Linked DNA regions of Mus musculus: regions 1 and 2 are each linked to region 3. A link is a contact called in public Hi-C and HiChIP or PLAC-seq data. All regions are on one chromosome and are shown on one strand. The core of a region is the stretch at or near the end of the contact, and the rest is flanking DNA. Distances in the headings are between cores, read along the strand shown.

Evidence for each region. A called contact is a pair of places that touch in the nucleus more often than the background predicts. HiChIP or PLAC-seq counts read pairs in DNA pulled down with a chosen protein or histone mark.
Region 1: a contact with region 3 is called in an H3K4me3 HiChIP or PLAC-seq map of forebrain, with 9 times the contacts expected there. The contact joins two enhancer-like sites. A contact is called at or near these places in 1 of 39 promoter capture datasets (embryonic stem cells), 2 of 484 Hi-C or Micro-C datasets (cerebral cortex and cortical neurons), 4 of 115 datasets of contacts at active chromatin or transcription factors (embryonic stem cells, forebrain, neural progenitor cells and 1 more) and 1 of 9 other capture datasets (embryonic stem cells).
Region 2: a contact with region 3 is called in a Hi-C map of forebrain, with 2.9 times the contacts expected there. The contact joins two enhancer-like sites. A contact is called at or near these places in 1 of 39 promoter capture datasets (hippocampal neurons), 2 of 484 Hi-C or Micro-C datasets (cerebellum and forebrain), 2 of 115 datasets of contacts at active chromatin or transcription factors (astrocytes and embryonic stem cells) and 3 of 9 other capture datasets (embryonic stem cells, embryonic tail and embryonic trunk).

What each region holds. Positions count from the first base shown.
Region 1 is chr12:107,975,218-107,979,461 of GRCm38.p6, reverse strand. All of the region lies in intron 2 of Bcl11b (B cell leukemia/lymphoma 11B), which reads left to right. Among named protein-coding and RNA genes, the nearest start is that of Bcl11b, 26 kb to the left of the region's middle. Within about 2 kb of position 2,756, at least 39 of the 459 cell types and tissues checked have an H3K27ac peak or open chromatin away from gene starts, as enhancers often do. A contact at or near this core is called in cerebral cortex, cortical neurons and forebrain, where this site is marked.
Region 2 is chr12:108,117,991-108,122,165 of GRCm38.p6, reverse strand. It overlaps Setd3 (SET domain containing 3), which reads left to right. Exons shown (of 13, transcript NM_028262.3): 7 at 3,002-3,060; 8 at 3,810-3,924. Among named protein-coding and RNA genes, the nearest start is that of Setd3, 59 kb to the left of the region's middle. Within about 2 kb of position 2,800, at least 26 of the 459 cell types and tissues checked have an H3K27ac peak or open chromatin away from gene starts, as enhancers often do. A contact at or near this core is called in forebrain, where this site is marked.
Region 3 is chr12:106,472,306-106,476,437 of GRCm38.p6, reverse strand. It overlaps Gm51969 (a long non-coding RNA gene), which reads right to left. Exons shown (of 2, transcript XR_003950178.1): 2 at 1-442. Among named protein-coding and RNA genes, the nearest start is that of Gm32876, 4.9 kb to the left of the region's middle. Within about 2 kb of position 1,772, at least 30 of the 459 cell types and tissues checked have an H3K27ac peak or open chromatin away from gene starts, as enhancers often do. A contact at or near this core is called in cerebral cortex, cortical neurons and forebrain, where this site is marked.

The DNA of each region.
Region 1 (4,244 bases), core at 1,507-4,006, 1.5 Mb before region 3:
TAGAATTTCTGGTCCTGTGTCTTAAAAGTTGGCCTCGTGGTTGAAGCTCTCCCAGAGCTGGAAAAACAGTACCCAAAAACCGTGTGTTGTTTGCCTGTGAATTTGCCTTACCTGAGACATCGTTTGCAGCATAGGATTGGGCCCAATTCTCTGTTCTCCATTTTTCAGAAATAGGTCTGAGCTAGACTGAATCGATACATTATAACAGTAGGTAGGCAAGGTGGTTTAAAAAATGTGTGTCCACGTGCACTTAAAGTTTGGGCCTGATGGTAGGCTGTGCCTTCTGCCCTGTCTGGGTTCTGTGTCAATAATACCTTCCTGGTATTTTGAGAGAAAGTTGATCTTCAAAAGAAAAAAACAAAACAAAAAAACCAAAACGCACAGGTTTAGCTAATCCAAACTTGGAGCAACTGGCTTTTCTGATGGAGTCTAAAGGTACTTGTCAATTTATTTGTTGAAAAGCCTTGGGGAGGAGTAAGTCCTTCTCTGGAACGGAAACCCGCCAGTCCTGGACAGGAAGGGTTTCTCTCTGCCCGAACTTGCTCCTGGATTTCTCAGACGTCCATTTATGACAGTTCCAACAAGACAGAAACTGCCTTTGGATATCTGTAAATACGGCTAAAGATCACAACCCTGCCTTCAGAGTGGGCTGGGAGGAAAAGGCCAGTTCTGTGTCGGATTAATAGTTATGTACCTGGGTTCCTTTACAGAAGGAAAGATGAAACACCGTGTGTGTGTGTGTGTGTGTGTGTGTGTGTGTGTGTGTGTGTGTTCTTCCCAGTCAAGGGAGATGAGCATCCAGTGTCTTTGGAGGCTAGGTGTGTGAGAGAGAGGAGGAGGGTTCACAGTTCATACTTAATGGCCACCATCCCAAGGAGAAGGCCAGCTAACCACTTGTGCTTTCCTTACTTTCCTTACTTTGACAACTCAAAAGGAATTTTAAAAATTATACATGATTCTCCCTCACCTCGATTTGAGTTAAGCCTTAAGGCCTCACAGTGGAAGGCTTTCCTCTAGGGCTGATGCATCGAGCACCCCCATCCCCGCCCCTCTTCTATCCCCCCTCCCCCATCCTTCGAGGTAAGGGTGTGTAGATCTTTCTTGCCTCGGTGCCAGTGTTAGAGTGACAGAGCGCTGCCTGGCTATGAGGTCCTGAGCCCTGAGCTGTGTCCTCAGGGCACAGGTGGCTTGGCTTGGCTTTGTTCAGGAGCCGTGTGTGGGAGGTGTGCATAGAAATGGAGCCCTCCGTCAGCTGGATCTCCTGGCAGTTCAGCCACTGGGGTCGGTAGCTGAAGCGGCGGCGCCTGCAACAGCACCCCTGCCCACCCCCTTCACTTTCACTGCTTGGAGAAATCTCCGTGTTCCTGTAGGCTTTCCCACAACGCCGCTCCCCTTGATGGCACTGCTTAGGCATTTGATAAATATTTGTTGCTTTTGGAGCATCAGGTGTTACCTCAGGGTTTAGGCACTGGGGTGGAGTCTGTCTGGGACCTTTGACGCACAGCCTGGCCTATCCTTTAAAGGTCCAGGGCCATCCAGTCCCTCAGCTGATGCCTGTATCTGTAGAATGGGGATGTGTTTTTTTTTTACTAACCAGTCTCCATCTATATAGGAGCATAAGCGAGTGGAGCGAAGCTACGGCTGATTTCATAGACATCATACCAGCGAGACTGTTATTGTTTGGGCCCTGGGGGCGGGGTGACTAATTTGCAAAGAGGAAAGGAATCCAACAGCTGCTTGTATAGGGTGTTGTTTTTAATGCGAAGAGGAAGCATTTGGGGGCTTTGGGGAGAGGCTTACGGCATACCACAAGGAAACGCCCCTCCCCCACCTCCATTCACTTCAGAGGCCCTTCTCTGTAGCTCCCCACTTCCAGCTCCTTATTTTTTGGGAACGTGAAGAGATTCATTATCTTAATACCTAGTGGTGTTGCTGTTACCCTGACCTGAACACCCCAGAACATGTCCTCTTCCCCTCCTGATACTAGGTTCTGGCCGCGGAAGGGTAGGGAGCGAGATGGGGGTGAGGGTGTGTATGTGTGTGTGTGGGTATAGGATACAGACTTGGGTGAAATGTATACAGCAGGCAGCCTTCAAATGTGTAGTCTTGCTCAATGCAGGTGAAAAGGAACTCGGATCTGGCTTTCCTTTCTCTGCCGCCTCAAAGCTCTCAGAAATTAGCATCTGTACCCATTGAGTCCGCAGCTGGTGGCTATGAAATGGTACCTTCCTTCACTAGGGAGAAGCCGGTCTCCAGTGGCCTGCAGGGGGCCAATGTTTTACCTTTTTTTTTTTTTTCTTTCTTCAGTTTTTATATTCAAAGAAGCTTGGTTTCTTTTCCCTCTGCCAATGCTGGGTGACCCGAATCCAAGTTTTAATAATAACCTCTTGCTGGACCCGAAGGCTCCAGGCTAATTCTGCTCTTTAGGTCTGCTGACCTTGCTGTGCATCTGATGTGTTTGTCAGCTTCGGTTTGGGATGGGGTGAATGCGTGTGCACCCTCAGAGTTCCTGTTCCACCCGCTGGACTGGAGGTGGGTGGGTGGGGGATCGCAGATAGAAGTAGAAGACTAGATCTGTACCGTACCGGAGGGTAGGCTTGCAGCCAGGCGTGTGGCACCTGTAATTGAATCCGGACCTGCGTTCCGTGCAGGCCTGCAAGGATGCGAAAGGGAGGTATCGAGGTTCTAGGCTCTCTCTGTGGCTGAATCTGGCATGAAACCGTCTTCTGACTCCGTGGAGCCCAAATGGTGTGTGGAGAAGCCAGGGAGCAGCAGAGAGCCTAGAAGCCCGTGCACGTTCTGTTTGCACGAGTCGGCTCTTGCATCTTTTGTTAGTGGCGGTTCCTTAATTAACCCGCGGATTAGGGCTGCCTTCTTTTGACACGTACATATATTTTGGGGGTATAATATTCTTGTTCTCCTCAAACTCACAACCGGAACCGCTCAGGAGCCTCCCCAGGGAGCTATGGCCTCTTCTCTCCCTCTTGTCTTCCCAGCTTTTCCCTTCCTGTTCCCCTCCTACCCACCCTTCCCTTCAACCCAAGTGGGCTTGTAGCTGAGTGGAGGACGGGCGTGCTACACACAGCTAAATAAATCATGTTTACGCTTGGCGTTCTTGGTAGTGAAAAAGCTGTTGGCTGTTTCCACTTCCGTATTTCTCAGCATTTGCTTCCTACCTGTTTTTGAGTCCGTGCCCAGAAATAGTAGTTTTGTCAAATGAGGGGATAATGCCAGCCAGCCTTCCCTGCTGCCAAAGAAGCTGATGGATTTTGCAAAAACAGAGTGACGTTTTTTTAGTGACACCGATTTCCCCCCCTGCCCCCTCAAAGAAATTAGGGTGTAGAATAAGGGGTATTTAAAATGCACATGGAGCAGGGGAGGGAAGGGGAGGATTCCTAGCTGCTTCTACTCGGGTTTGTAGCAGGCAAGGTTAGAGAAGGAAGGTCTGGGTTTTTGTTGTTCGATTCTCTCAGGGCAGCAGGCACCCGTAGGAGGTGTAGAGGCTGTTCTGAGCCCGGAGGAGAGCTGAGTCAAGCTCTTTTCAGTCCCAAGACTTCATTTTCTCAGATTTGGAGATACGGTGCAATGAATTTTTTTTTTCTTTCCTTCTGTTCAGTTTTGGGTCTGTTTAGTTCCGGAGGCTTTCAGAATGGTACTTGCCGAATTCTTTCTCTGAGGTACCAGTAAGGAATGTCACCCTGGGCCCGGGGTGGGAGCCTGTCTGCACCCAACTTGACAGTCAGTGGTTCTGTACAGCATGAGGTACGCAAGCCTCCCGCCTCTGCCTTTAACCCGTGATGCTGTTTTAGGGGCATGTGAAAAAGTCACTCTCGTGATGGGTCCTGTCTGCCAGGCAGAGGGCTTCCTGGGTAATCAAAGCCAACTGCAGGCTTGTGGATTAAAAAATGAAAAGAAACGATTTCAAAACCAAGCAAGTGGCAGATAAACACTCCGCTTCTGGAGGAAGGTGGGACCTGATTTCTCTGGAAGATTCCTGCAGGAATTCTGTCCATGGTCAGGCACATCAGCCCTGTTGCAAAGATGGCCAGGAAGAAAAAAAATCACAATAAAATCAAAGTAGGCATGCTATGCTTTCCCACAATTTCTGATGTAAATATTTTGTAGCAAAGATGGTATTTCCATTGAGGACTGTGCAGCCAGCATCTTTAATTACATTAAATAGTGGCACAAGTCTCAGCTGAACGTAAGCCTCCGGTTAGGTCCGCTGCCGTGGGCTCGCTAGA
Region 2 (4,175 bases), core at 1,551-4,050, 1.6 Mb before region 3:
GCTAGTGAGTCAGCCCCTGCCGGCTCCCGTTGGAGGCCTGTTTCTTGGGTCTGTCTGAGGATTCTCTAAACTGGTCCCACATGCAAACCGTTGTCTGGGAAACTATGACACTAAAATCAATTGGCCACCAAGAATGAGGTTCATGGTTCAACTGCAGAAATCTTTAAAATCCAGGGAAAGCCGTGGGGAAGCAGGTCAGACTTATTTCCAGAAGGGAGCAGAGTATCTTTGCCCTGTACTAGGAGTGAAATATTTTCATCACGTGAGGACATTTGATAAGCTTTCAGCTCACTTCAAATTAATTTTAGTCAACAGTGAAAGTTTTTTTTTTTATTTCTGTTCAGGTATTAAATGAAAATTGTTTGCAATCTACATTTGTCTTAGTTTTGTTCATTTTTTTTTAAATAAGGGAAGCCATTTATTTCCAACATTAAGTATTAAACATTAAAGAAAAATTATAGATGAATTATTTTTGATATTCAAATACCTCTAAATCCTTCAAGAATACTATATTCAGATGAAAGGTACTGGCATTGGTTTTGTTTTTGGTTTTTTGTTTGTTTGTTTGATTTTTTTTAGAAACCTGATTTTATTCAAATGAAGCTGAATGTTGCTGGTAGGGACTGCATGCACTCTTTGATGCTGCCAATAGATGGTGCTGGCGTCACAGTAGAGAGAGCCTGCTGAGGAGGAAGGCACTGGCTGTGCCTCAGTGCCACATTGTGCTTCCGACTGTTAGGTTCATGTGTCAGTGCAGACTGGCTTTCATACAGGATCATGTGTACTAGGCACACCCTGGTTTTTTGAGAACAGCTATTTCTAATTGTTTCTGAAAATGTTATATAACCACACAGAAAATATACTTACACATCTTTTTTACTGAGGTTTTTATTTTTAATGATTTTATCAGAACTGTTAGGTCATGCAGGATATATGCAAACTATTAGAAGGTGCACATTGGTTTAGCCTTCCATCTTCTTAGTCCTGGAGTGGCCATACATGTTCTTGAGGAATCCAAGATAAAGAAACTCAACTGTTGGAAGAATGTTTAAGTGCTTTTCAAAACTGAAAACTGTCAATTTTTTCCCTTATTTAATATCAGCCTTTTGTGGGGAGGGTGTTAAAATTTTATTATTTCTGAGATTTCACATAGGTATTTACCAACTTTCAAAAGGCCATAGTAAATTCCATAGTTTAAGAGAATTAAAACATTTTTTAAAAATAAAATTTTTGCATCTTTTAGACTTTGGAAAGAGAATTTGGGTGTGCAAAGTTTTCAATCATAAGATAAAATGAGATTTCACTTTATTACAAATGAAAGGAAAATTGGTCAATAGAATCCGTTCTCCTTACTATTTTGCAGTTTGTCTCTTCTTACCAGGTTAGTTTTGAGAAGAGGAAAGGGCCTTATGGTGATTAGTATGTTTAAAGGGAAATCTGGACTCTGTCTTGGCTAAATGTGATAAGTAAGAGGAAGGCATACCTCGAATCCTCAGAGCACAGGCTCCAGGGCAGGCCGGTGGGGCGGGGCTGACCTCCCCTAGCATACCATTTCCTGAACCAGACTGGAAGTGCCCTGTCATGTTCTGTACGTCCCCTTAAAGTCTCTTATTTAATTGCACATTGCTAGTACAATATTCATTTTATCGCATTGTGATTTATTTATGTTGAGGCAGGTACTAGCTAGGTAGCACAGGCAGGTCTCACATTTCTGATCCTCCCATCTTAGCCTTTCAAGTGCTGGTGTTTACAGGTATGTACAGATACACCTGGCCCAACATGCATCTTAAAGATTATGTAAATACAGTTTTACATTTTGACTTTTCTTCCAAAGGCTTAAAATGAGGCTATAAAGAGAGGAGAAGCAGGCACCTGGGAGCTAACACCCAGTTAGCCCCTTTTGTAATATATAATTTGTCTAAGATTATGCACCAAGGACAAGCTTTTGTTTTTCTGAGTGATTTACGGTTTGAGCCACTTCTGCCTCATTCCCTACTGCCCTGCGCACAGTACCAGCCAGCACAGTACAGGGAGCGGTGATGAATTGCAGTGCACTTGCCGTGCCGTACCTGGAGTTAAAACTGCTGCGTGGAGCCACACTAGCAGGCACACGATCAGCTTCCGCAGATCTGGTCTCCAGCTCAGAAACAACCGTTTGTTAATCTGATCACTTAACTGCAATCTGTCTCAGACTGTAACTGAAACTTAAGGTTAAAATCACACTGTTACAGCTTTAATTCCTTAATTGAGACAGAGTTTTAAGTGCTTACAGGTCTAAGGGGTAGGGCATTATAAAAAGGGAATGTGAAGCTATAAAATTTTCTTCCATGTGTAAAGTTTTGGATATTTTATCAAATGTTCTTTTGTTTAGAGAAAAAAGTAATTTAATGATTGTCTGTGTTATCTTTATCTTACTTGTATAATTTACTTCATTCTCTCACAAGACTTGACTTTGCTTGATTTCCTGTGTTTGATCCACATTTACTGTGTAAATAATTCATTTGCACCTAAGTCGATTGTCATCAAGTGTTATTAGAGAATGTGAGAGTATTTCCAACGTACTAGAGGGTTTGTAAGTGTTGCTTCTTGTGACATACAAAGAGAATAAAATCTAGCAGAGCATGAGACCCCGGGAGAGGCAAGCCTCCCTATTGGCTTTGCAGGCTCCATGTTCCCTCAGAGCTCGTACTCGTAGCAGAGGGTGTGCCTGCCTTTGTGCAGCAGTCCACCTTACACTGTCTTGTGTGGTGTCTGTGGGTTCCGGATGGAAGTGTGAAGGAGCAGATTTATGGCGGCCGCTGGGCACAACAAATTAAGTTGACAGTGATGTATGAGGGCACAATAGCACACTGATCCCTCAGTTGCGCGGCTGGACGCCTCCTGCTTCATTTGGCTCTTGTTAGGATCTGTTAGCAGCTAAATAATGAAATTCTGTTGACTGATTTCTGTTTTCTCCCTTTTTTCCCCCCCACCTCTGCTTCCTAAAACCGTTGATTCCCAGACCCATCCTCATGCCAACAAACTGCCCTTGAAGGAGTCTTTCACTTACGAGGACTACAGGTTTGTGAGGGCGCTGTGTTGCGGGTGGTTTCTGAGGATCTGGAAGTGAGGGCAGCTCGGCAGCAAGTGGCCTGCTGCGACCACTTACAGTGTTGAAATAGGGCGGTCTCAAAAGCCAGGGTGAGCGGCTTCGATAAGCACTGGCGTTTTGACAGCTGCCAAGAAACCGCTGTGAACCTGTAATGCCAGTAGCTTGCCTGAGGTAGCCAAGGGGCGTTTGGGCTTAACATTAGTGTTAAGTGTTGCTAAAGGACTTTTTCTCTTTTAAGTAGATTAACATTAGTGTGAAGCAGGGATTCTTTGGAACATAGAGCTAACGGACTGTGCTATGTAATAAAAGTGCCGTGTTCCATGCCTCGTCCACACCGTGGAGGGGTCTGTTAGAGAGGAGAAGCAGCACCCACTGGTCGGTCAGTGAGGCTCAGAGCCCTGCCTACCGCTGAAGTCAGCGTTTGGGTGAGGGGGAGCTGGCTTTGGAGAGAGCAGTTTCATCACCACGTAGGTTGAGACCCCTGCTTCTCCTAGTTCCTTTGCATACTCGGTGGGCTGTGTGCAGGCTTCCTTTCCTGCCATTCTGCCCCCTCCTCCTCTCAATTCTGCCTTTAGTTCTAAATGGTACAAAAAAGCCTGAAAACTGGCAGCCACTCACAACCTCAATTTCCTAATTGAGTGTGTTCTTGTGGGGGTGGCTTTTCCACAAATTTACTCTTAATTTGTTTATTTTATTTTATTTTATTTTTTTGTAACAGGTGGGCCGTCTCATCAGTTATGACACGGCAAAACCAAATTCCTACAGAGGATGGTTCCCGGGTGACCTTGGCTCTGATTCCTTTATGGGACATGTGCAATCATACCAATGGCCTGGTAAAGATCTCTTCCTGGGGTTGAGGCTGGGGGCTGCTGAGCTTCTGAGTGCATATTCTCCTTGGCTCCTTATTCCCCTGCCAGCTCTCTCCAGGACAAGCAGAAGCAACCCTTGCTCTTCCCTGCCTGCCTCTAATAGAAGCTGGGTGTCTCTTCATACTGAAGACTGAAAACTCCAATCTTAGAGCACTGTGAGAGACTGCGGCGACTGCGTTTGTATGGTCTGAGCCCCAGCCCCAGCTCTCACAGTC
Region 3 (4,132 bases), core at 523-3,022:
TAAATGCAATTACAGCGACAATCTTAATCCAAACAGTTGAACAAAAATAAATTAAAATTAAATAAGATAAACCTCACCCTCAATCATTACACTATGAGTTGTACCGGACCGCAGGGTGGCTATTTGACCTTTGTCTTGCATCTATATTAGAAGAGGCACTACCTGGACAGAAATCAAGGTGCACTTGGGCACACCCACCAGCCTGACCTGGCCAACACCCAGGTCTGAAACAAACGGTTTCTGCTTTTCATTGGGGGTGGGGGGGTCCTGTCCACTGGACCTCCAACAGTGTCTTGCTCTGAGAGGCACAACACTGGTCCTGTGGGCGTGGGCAGCCATGGCTCACAGCAGTGACAGGTAGCTCCATCCATCCCAGCCACATTCCTCGGGTTCCACAAAGTTCCATTTCAATAAGAAAGCTCTTTTCTAAGGACACGTTGTTCTAAAAGAGACAGGAAGAAGAAAAAAACTGTCTGTAATTTGTCATGAATTTCAATTACAAAAAAAAAAAAAACTTTTGAATTTTTTTTCCGTTTTCAAGAAAAAAAAATTGGCGTGCCTCCAGGTTTTAAGAATGTGGTTAACACAGAAAATGACAGAAAGAGAAAGTGTGTGTGTGTGTGTGTGTGTGTGTGTGTGTGTGTGTGTGTGTATTTGCAGAAAAATCTCAGAACACAATATTCTCCTAGGCCAGGCTGAGGTTTTTCTGGACGAAGGTGCACCTGGCACTCTGGGTGAGAAAGAGGATTTTGTATTTATGGGCAATGGGATTGTTCTGGCAAGTTCCACAGCATGCCCCGGAGCTGACATCTCATAGAAGCATCTTCCAGCATCCCAGACTCCCATACACACCAGAGAACCAGTCTACACCCGAGAACACGGCTCAAAAAAGGGTTTTGGAGAGGAGAAGAGGAATCGTTTTGTCATTGGAAAGTCTAAGGGGGTCCCCTCCCCCCGATACACGGAATACTCACCAAACGGGAGCAGAACGGTTTTTTTTTCTTTCTTTTTTTTTTCTTTTTTGAAATGTGCAACTGTGTGAAACTTGTCTGGTTTCAGATTTACACAGAAATGTGGGCCCGTCTTGTTTTCATCCAAACAAACTCAAGCTGAAGAACTGTCTTTCCTAAACTGGGAGCACATTCCTGTTCCTTAACCCACCAGTGCTGGGTTCCCCCGGAGCGTATTAAATCTACGCAACACAGAGAGGTGCTTTCTGTCTTGTTTTCTGGAGGCTGAGCCCAGCAAACCCAGTAAACAGGTGGAAGACTAAAAAGAGCCATGAAAAAAAAAAAAAAAAACACACAACAAAAATAACAGCGACCTGTCCCCAGCCTTGAAAAACAGCCTAACTCCAGAGGTGCAGTGTGTACTTGCGTGGCCTCAAATAATGTTTGTCTCGCAAGAAAATGCGTAGCTTTCAGCGATAACACGGGACAGCGCTTCCTAACTTGCTAGTGGCCTGGCCTGCGTCCTTCTGATAAGAGGTCAGAGGTCACCGAGGCTAAAAGATGAGAACCCGTGCTTCCTTCTGCTCAGATCTGCAAGGAACAATTAAAGGCAGTTTTGCATTAAGGACTGACGTCCTCCTCAGTCTGGTGCCCCGGCGGTAAGCACAGCTATAGAATGCCTGTCCCTGTGGGGTATCCCCGCTCAGACCCAACCTGGCACTTTGGTACTACGCAGCTGGAATTTGAGGAAGCTCGTATTGAAAGGGGATGGTTTAGTAAGATGCAACGGAAGGTGCGGTGCGCATGCGCCTCCGGGGGAAAGCCATGGAAACTGCACCTTGCAGAACCTATCTGAAGGCCTAGGACCAAAGAGGTATTAGGGCTGAGCCAGAGAGACCCTGTTTGGAGCAGAACTATCAGAGGCAAGTGGTGCAGACACCGCGGATCTGGCTGGAGTTCAGAGGTCGTTGCAAGGGCTTTAACTCTGAGAGCTGTAGGGGAGTCAGCGAGGAGCTTTGAGCCTTCTGATTGCGGCACATTTTGGGAGAGGGGGCACAGGAACACACAAGCAGAGGTTCCCGAACAGCCCCGTCAAACCACCGCCAGGCTTCAGAGGCTCAAGCGTTGCTGTCGTTTTGGTTTTTGGTTTCCATGTTTCAGTTTACAAAAGGGTGATGATTTTAAAAATTAAAAAAAAAAAAAGTGACGATAGTGAATGAGGAAGAGAGTGTGCTTTCGGGCCTGAGTTCAGAGTTTATATAGAGAAGCTCAGCTGGGCTGGGGACATGACTCCCTGGGTAAAATGCTTGCTGAGCAAGAATGGGGACTTGAGCTCTGGAACCCACATAAAAAGCCAGGTCTGATGACACACTTTGTAATACCATCACGGGGCGGGGGCAGCGATGTGCAAGACCCCAAGATCAATGGTCAGGCAGCCTAGTCTGCTGGATGAGCCCCGGGCCATTGAGAGAGCGTGTGGTAGAAGACACCGGACTCGATCTCTGGGCTTATTAGACACACATATAAGCACACATAGGCACCCTCCGGCTCATGCTCTTCACAGAAACAGATACACACAGAGACACTCACATGAAATGGGAGAGGAAGAAGTTAAATTGAGAGAGACTTTACTGCACAGTGAAAAAGTCACACTAGAGACACTCCTCCCCACCGCCACCACCCCCACACCTCCTCTAAGCGTTGGCGGGAATTCCTAAAGGACCCAATTCTTGGTGCACTCTCTGAATGCCAGGTTTGGCATCCCCATGGGTTCAGGGCCCTTGCTACACTTTATATACCAAGCACGTGTATTCCTAAGCTAACCCACGATGCACAGTAGTTGACAGGTTCTTCCTACTCTGCTTTTCATCTCACTGAACTGTCCAGGGCCTCATTGTCTCATCTGTAAAATGGGAACTCTAACTTGGAGGCCTGGCTTCCTGGAGAGAGTCAGGCATACACGGAGACCACCATGCATCTAAAAGCACTGCACAGATAAATATGCGGTATTTACATAATTATGCCTCATTATATCCTTGGGTTTTTTTTTTTAAGGAATAAAAGTAAGAAAGCTAAAAAAAGACATCTAAACAAAGAGTTTAAGTAATGTATGCAGAGAATATGTGTATACACATATAGAGTTACAATGAAGATTTAAAAAAATAATGTGTGCAGTCAGGGGTGGCGCACGCCTTTAACCCCCACACTCAGGAGGCAGAGGCAGCTGGGTCTCTAAGTTCAAGTCCAGCAATGGTCTACAGAATGAGTTCCAGGACAGCTATGGCTGCATAGAGAAACCCTGTCTAAATAAAATAAAATGAAATAAAATAACCAAGCAAGCAAAAATGTTCATACAAAATCAAAATAAAATTAATTACAGTCTCACCCGTCAGAGCACAATGTACTTTCTTCTATGTTTTCTGGTTTTTCTGTGTTTAGAATAGAATATGAATGCCTGCATAGTACTTTCGGTGTTTGTCTCTGTATAGACCATAACACAGCCGGAGCTCTCTTACACCCAAACCAGCAGATCCTCCCATTGGCAGATGCTAACATTCGGAGCGAACCATTCAGTACCTTTCTGCTTTCACTTTAAACACAGAGAATTAATAAATAAGAATAAATCATGAAATAAAAAAGTATCTCCCCTTAGCCTCCCCCCCTTCTTCCAATTGTTTGTTTGAGGCTGAGCACCATCTCCATCCTTTGTGGTAGCCTCAAACTTCCCAGGTCCCTGCCTACATTGCCCTGCATGCCTGAATTACAAGAGGGTGCCGCTATGCCAGTGGCTGCTTCTGTCTTTTCAGCCTCCAAATATCATGGTACTGAAAAATATTTTGCATTGTGTCTGAAGCGCACATCTAAGTGGATCATTTCTGATCAGGCACCGCCAGTCTGGTCTACAGAGTGAGTTTCAGGACAGCCAGGGCTACACAGAGAAACCCTGTCTCGAAAAAACCACAAAAAAAAAAAAAGAAAGAAAAAAGAAAAAAAGAAAGTCTCAAAGAGAGACGTCTTGTGAGCTGTGTTGGAATGAGATGGCAAATGCTAAGGTGGAACTGCACAGTGTTCTTTCTGTATTTCTACCTTGGGTTGCTGCTTGTTCTTATATTAATGATCTGCAGACGCTCTTTATATATCAAGGACACGTGCCAGAGATGAGTCACACACTTTCCAATATG